2 separate regions of the Sus scrofa genome follow, and region 2 is linked to region 1. The links are chromatin contacts, called in public Hi-C maps. All regions are on one chromosome and are shown on one strand. The core of a region is the stretch at or near the end of the contact, and the rest is flanking DNA. Distances in the headings are between cores, read along the strand shown. Region 1 overlaps HEG1 (protein HEG homolog 1). Region 2 has its middle 4.0 kb from the start of MUC13.

Evidence for each region. Hi-C and Micro-C count contacts between places; a contact is called where the count stands out from the background.
Region 2: a Hi-C map of liver shows a contact between it and region 1, with 2.4 times the contacts expected there. The contact joins two enhancer-like sites. A contact is called at or near these places in 1 of 5 promoter capture datasets (liver) and 11 of 47 Hi-C or Micro-C datasets (alveolar macrophages, embryonic fibroblasts, epiblast stem cells and 4 more).

Annotation. Positions count from the first base shown.
Region 1 is chr13:135,326,644-135,329,565 of Sscrofa11.1, forward strand. The region is part of intron 11 of HEG1 (protein HEG homolog 1); the gene reads left to right. Among named protein-coding and RNA genes, the nearest start is that of HEG1, 60 kb to the left of the region's middle. Within about 2 kb of position 1,443, at least 12 of the 83 cell types and tissues checked have an H3K27ac peak or open chromatin away from gene starts, as enhancers often do. A contact at or near this core is called in liver, where this site is marked.
Region 2 is chr13:135,411,288-135,414,209 of Sscrofa11.1, forward strand. No RefSeq gene overlaps it. Among named protein-coding and RNA genes, the nearest start is that of MUC13, 4.0 kb to the right of the region's middle. Within about 2 kb of position 1,459, at least 9 of the 83 cell types and tissues checked have an H3K27ac peak or open chromatin away from gene starts, as enhancers often do. A contact at or near this core is called in liver, where this site is marked.

The DNA of each region.
Region 1 (2,922 bases), core at 193-2,692:
TCAGCTTCATTGAGGAATTAGCTAAAAATTCCTGCCCCATCATACAGTGTCTAACCTTTGAGGCAGGAACCCTTTGATTTTACTTTCTCTCTCTTGCCAGTGATTCAAGGGTCCCAGTTTTTCCTCCCCAGAAGGTAGGAAGGGGACCTTTCAATTCACTGACCACAGATGGAGTGCATCCCATATGGTCAGCGTTGTAGATCAGGTTACTTTTTTCCCTTGTAAATGCATTTTGGTTCTTGCAAATGAAGTGCCAGCTGTTTGGATTTGTAAGACCCTGCCTTGCCGAGGTCCCATTCTTTTTTTTTTTTTTTTTTTAAAGATTTTTTGTTTGTTTGTTTGTTTTAGGGCGGTGTGAGGGTCATACCAAAATTAAGAGGAAGGCACAGAAATTTCCCATATGCCTCCCGCTCCCACATGTGCTGGTCTCCGTTCTCTGCCTCTCCTTTGGGAGCCCCTGAGAATGAAGATGACCAAGCGTCTTAGCTCAAAACAGCCTCACTTCTCCGTTTTCCCTCCCAGGGCTTCTCCCAGTTTTGCCAACACACCCTGCTTGGTCTCTCGCTCACCCCTCTGAGCGGTGGAGGGTGGGTTGGAGAGCAGGAGCTGCTGGGTCTGACTTCTGGATGTCCCGACCTGTGAGAAGCACTGGGCTACCCTGGATGCTGCCACGGAAAGGGGAGGTTTTTTTTCCCTTCAATTCACAAAGTATTTACTTCCTCGCCTTTCAAAGAAGGGCAGCCCTCATCTCTCCAGAGGCTTCATGAGTCCTTGGAAATCCCCCAGGGAGTGTCCCAGCCTTAGATGTACATGAATTCTCATTGTCTGTGTGGCGGATGTTGTGCCCTGGGAAGGACCATGGGAATCGTGGATGCAGAATAGTCGCATCGCCAGGCTTCAACAGAGACAGTGCTCTGTGTGGTTCCCGGGATGGACTGATGACAGGGTCTTTAAGACCTGTTAGCATAGCTGCCCCTCCATCGCAGAGGCAGAGCCAGCTTTCCCTGGCTTCTCCTGAATCTGTTTCTGTGTGGGGAAGGGCCACTTCAGCAGGGTGAGCAAAATCTGCCAGCAGGCGGGACTCGTGGCCAGGGTAGAGGGCAGTTGTGACATTGGCTTCCAGAAAATATCTAATCAGGCCAGGCAACTCAGGCTGGCTGATGGACAAACTAGGGCCGGCCTGGGCCGCCTTTTGTGCTGGAGGCATTTCTTTATATTGAGGCTTCAGAAAGTTGAGATGACAGATTGTGGCCATTCATACGTCTCTGTGCCAGCTTCACAGTGTTTGTTGGGTGAGATTTTCCATTTTTCATTTTTCTCCCTTAAATACAAACCTTTCACAATAAACAAAGGAAATTCTATCACACACACAAATAGGGTTCAGATTTAGCATGCCAGCATCCACTGATAAAGACAGGAAATTCAGCCCTGAGAGCTGAAGTTGTGTCCTAAACTAACCTCCCTGTGACCAAGCCACCACGGGCCCCAGGCTTTCAAGACACAGAAAAGGAGGCGGATGCTGGGGCCCCTGGTGGGGGGGGGTGTCTGCTCCTGTCACCAGAACCTGCCTGGGGCAGGGGTGGCGGGTATAGTTTTGCTATGTTCAGAACTGGTACCTGGTTTCTGAATCGGTTGGTGTTTTTCTAAGGGGGGAAAAGGGAGCCCACACTTCACTGGCCAGGGTACACGTGGTCCTCCTGCAGCTCTGTCCCCATCCTTGAACTTCATCCAAAAACAACAACATAGATCAGTCTTGCCCTGCCCTCTGCATAGTGTAAAGAAGTTACTGTCTGCTCTCCAGTTGGTCTCATATATTTGTTCTATTGTCTGTGTACTCCAATTACTTGTGGTTTTTCTGTCAGACCTATTCTAGGTGGTAAAAGGCACCCTCATTGTGTCCACTGTATACAAACTCTGAGAAGGTCCTCTGTATATAAACTCAGGGCCTGCTGTACACAACCTCAGAGAGGGCCTGCTGTGGATAACCTCAGAAAGAGTTTGCTGTGCGCAACCTCAGAGAGGGCCACACACATGACAATGAGTACTTTTTGATAAGAATGAAAGAGTCCTTTGTCATCTGTGAAATGAGCATGGCCCACAAGCCCACAGCTGGAAAAAGCCAGGTGGCTGTTAAGTACTGAGGCCTGGAACGATTGGATGTTTGGGATTAGCAAATGCGAACTAGTGTATAGAACGAGTCAACAGCAGTGTCCTCCTGTATAACACAGGGAACTGTATTCAGGATCCTGCAGCTCTTGGAGGCAGGGCCGTACCTTTTAGTGCTGATAAACCGTAATGGAAAAGAATAGGAAGAAGAATGTATCGATGTATAACTGGGCCCCTTTGCTGTATAGCAGAAATCCACACAACATTGTAAGTCAACTATATTTCAAAACATGTTAATTAATTAAAAAAAAAACAACTAAGGCTCTAAAGTGAAGGAGACAGAGCCCAAAAGATTGAGCACCCCCTCTGCTGCCTGTCTGGGTGGGGGCCAGGTGACTGGCGTCCAAAGGCAGCTTTATTGCTCAGGTATCAAGCCCGTGTGTGGACCGGTGTCCGCAAGGTGCTGACGACCTAGAGGCGAGCAAGCCCCCGGGCTGTAAGGTCGGGAGGCTGCAAACTCTGCCGCCCAGGTTACCTTGCACACCTCCCCTTCAAGCATGTCTGTGCGGTGGCAGGCGCTGTTTCCCCTTAGGCCAGACAGATGTGGGGAGAGCCACCCCCCAGCAGGTCTTCCTAACAGAGCGTGGTCCAGCTTTCTGGGTGTGTGCTGATTCTCCCCTGCAGCCCTTGAGCATGGAGGGCACCACCCATCAAGGGCCAGGTTTGCAGAGGATGCTGGAACTGAGGACAGCACCCCATTTCTTCTGGGTTTGCTTTCTGTCCCATGGCAGGCTGCAGAAACTTTTGGTAACAGGC
Region 2 (2,922 bases), core at 209-2,708, 85 kb after region 1:
CTATTATCTGGAAAAAGGTCACCACACCAAAAACCTATAAAAATGAAAAGACAGAGAACTATAACTCAGATGAGGGAGAAAGAAAAACCCCCAGAAAATCAGCTCAGCGATGAGAAGATTCTCAGCCTCCAGGAAAAAGACTTCAGAATGTCGATGCTGAAGATGATGCAAGACATTGAAAATAAACTGGAGGCAAAGATGGATAACTTACAGGAAACACTGAGCAAAGAGATACAAGATACACAACATTTCTTAAGTTTTATATCTTGAATATAATGGTGATTTGACATGACTATAAATCTATCAAAGCTAATTGAATTTTACACTTTTTTTTTCTTCTTAGGGCTGCACCTGTGGCATATGATTACAAAGTTGCTAAAAGTGACCCTCAGAGAGGCCCAGAGCGGTGGTCCACAGCGAAAGACGACAAAGCTCAGCAGCGCGCCTTGTGGGGAAGCACAGTCTCCTCAGAGATTCTCAAACTACCGCTGGAGGAGTTCCCATTGTGGCGCAGTGGTTAACGAATCCGACTAGGAACCACGAGGTTGCAGGTTGATCTTTGGCCTTGCTCAGTGGGTTAAGGATCCGGCGTGGCTGTGAGCTGTGGTGTAGGTGGCAGACGCGGCTCGGATCCCGCATTGCTGTGGCTGTGGTGTAGGCTGGTGGCTACAGCTCCGATGAGACCCCTAGCCTGGGAACCTCCACATGCCACAGGAGCCGCCCTAGAAAAGGCAAAAAACTACCGCTGGAGGAAACAGGATGTCCTGCATCCCAGTGGAGTGACTGGAGCACAAACTCTGTGATTGGGTATTTGAAGGAATTGTGACTTCCAAGAAGATGGTAGCTTGGGGTGTTTGGAATGTGAAGAGATTAGCTGACACCCCCGCCCCTTCCGCTGTCCCCCAACCCCCATCCTCCCAAGGACGTTTGGGCTGTGTTGAGTTATTTTATACTATGAGACAGAAAAATAATCTATAAGACCAGTTTTGCCTCTTCCATCACAAAAGCTCAGAAGAGACCTATGCTCTATGACCCAACCCTAACTAGCAGTTTCCTTTGTCTGGTTTGACGTCAGTTAATGACTGGACTTTGAACCTGAAAGAACATTAAAAGGAAAGATAGCTGAAGGGAAATCATTTTCTCTCTGGATTACCTGGCACCAACATCCAAAATGAAAGTCTTCATTCACTTCACTCTGCTTGCCCTCCTTTTCCTAAAATCAGGTAAGGAACATTTACACATTTTTAATTCTTTCCGTCATATTTGTCTTTGAGATAGAATTAGCAAGCTTAAGCTACCAATCCCCTCTGCCCCAACTAGTGGGCTATTTTGTAGATTTCCTCGCCAACCAGGCTCAAAGATCCAAGCCAGGGAGTTCCTGTTGTGGCTAAGTGGGTTACAAACCTGACTAGTAGTCTATGAGGACATGGATTCAATCCATGGCCTAGCTCAGTGGGTTAAAGATCTGGCATTGCTGTGAGTGGCAGTGTAGGTTGCAGACATGGCTCGGATGCTGCATTGCTGTGGCTGTGGCGTGGGCCAGTAGCTGTAGCTCTGATTCAACCTGGAGCCTGGGAACCTCCGTATGTGACCCTAAAAAGAAAAATAATGAAGAAGAAGAAGACACAAGGCATTTCAACCTGTGATGAAAGCAGGTAGAACATTAGTAAGAGGGGCTTCTGGACTAAGATTTGGTGTTCAGCAAGGCAGACATTTTCTTGAGTGTCCTGAGGCCAGACAGGAACAGCTTAGTAATTCCAGGGCCCAATGCCTTAGAGTCTCACTAACCACTAGATATCACTTGGGTTCTAATGCAGAGTAGGGATCTGGTTTGATGCCTGAATCTTGCATCAAGAGTTTTCTGCCCTTGGTGCCCTGTTGTGGCGCAGAAGAAACTCATCCGAGTTTGATGCCTGAATCTTGCATCAAGAGTTTTCTGCCCTTGCTGCCCTGTTGTGGCACAGCAGAAACTCATCCGACTTGCAACCATGAGGTTGAGGGTTCAATCCCTGGCTTCGCTCAGTGGGTTAAGGATCTGGCATTGCTATGAGCTGTGGTGTAGATCAGAGACACAGCTCGGATCTGGCGTTGCTGTGGCTGTGGTGTAGGCTGGCAGCTGTAGCTCTGATTAGACCCCTAGCCTGGGAACCTCCATATGCTGCAGGCATGGTCCTAAAAAGACAAAAAACAAAAAAATAAAACAAAACAACAAAAAAAAGTGTTTTCTGCCCTTTACACGTGGGAATTGAGGCTTATCTCTGGACAAATCCTTTCGTTCCTCTGAGTATTGGTGGGCATTTCTGTCAAATGTGGATGCTCACATCCATTCCATAGGCACTGTAGGGCACAGGGTAAGTCCTTGATAAATGATAGGAGGAGTGGGAACAGGGGCAGTCAAGGTGCTCAGCTGATGAACTATTTTCTAGCCCCTGGAAGAAAACTGGCTTATGAATGATGGTTTAAGCCAGACCCTGTTCAAGGTGAAGAGCCAAATTCTGCCAACCAGAGGCTTCCACACCCAAGGGGGAATCAGGTAGCTTCAGCATTTTTTCTATATCTGAAAGTTTAGGGATAGCTTCCTCATTAAAACTTTTCTTTTAATAATATTTTAAACCCACCTTCATTGTCAGAATTCTTAGAGACAAAGTTTCTAGAAAAATGATGACTGGATCACAAAAAGCTTATTACCCCATGTATCCAGGGGTTCCTAAGAGTTGAAAAAAGGCAACTTTGGGAGTTCCCACTGTGGCGCAATGGGATAGGTGGTATCTCTGCAGCTCTGGGACACAGGTTCGATCCCCCCCAGCCACCGTGGGCTAAGGATCTGGCATAGGTTGCAACTGCAGCTTGGATCTTATCCCTGGCCTGGGAACTCCATTTGCCATGGGGGCCCCCCCAAAAAAGGCAAGTTTAAGGATCACC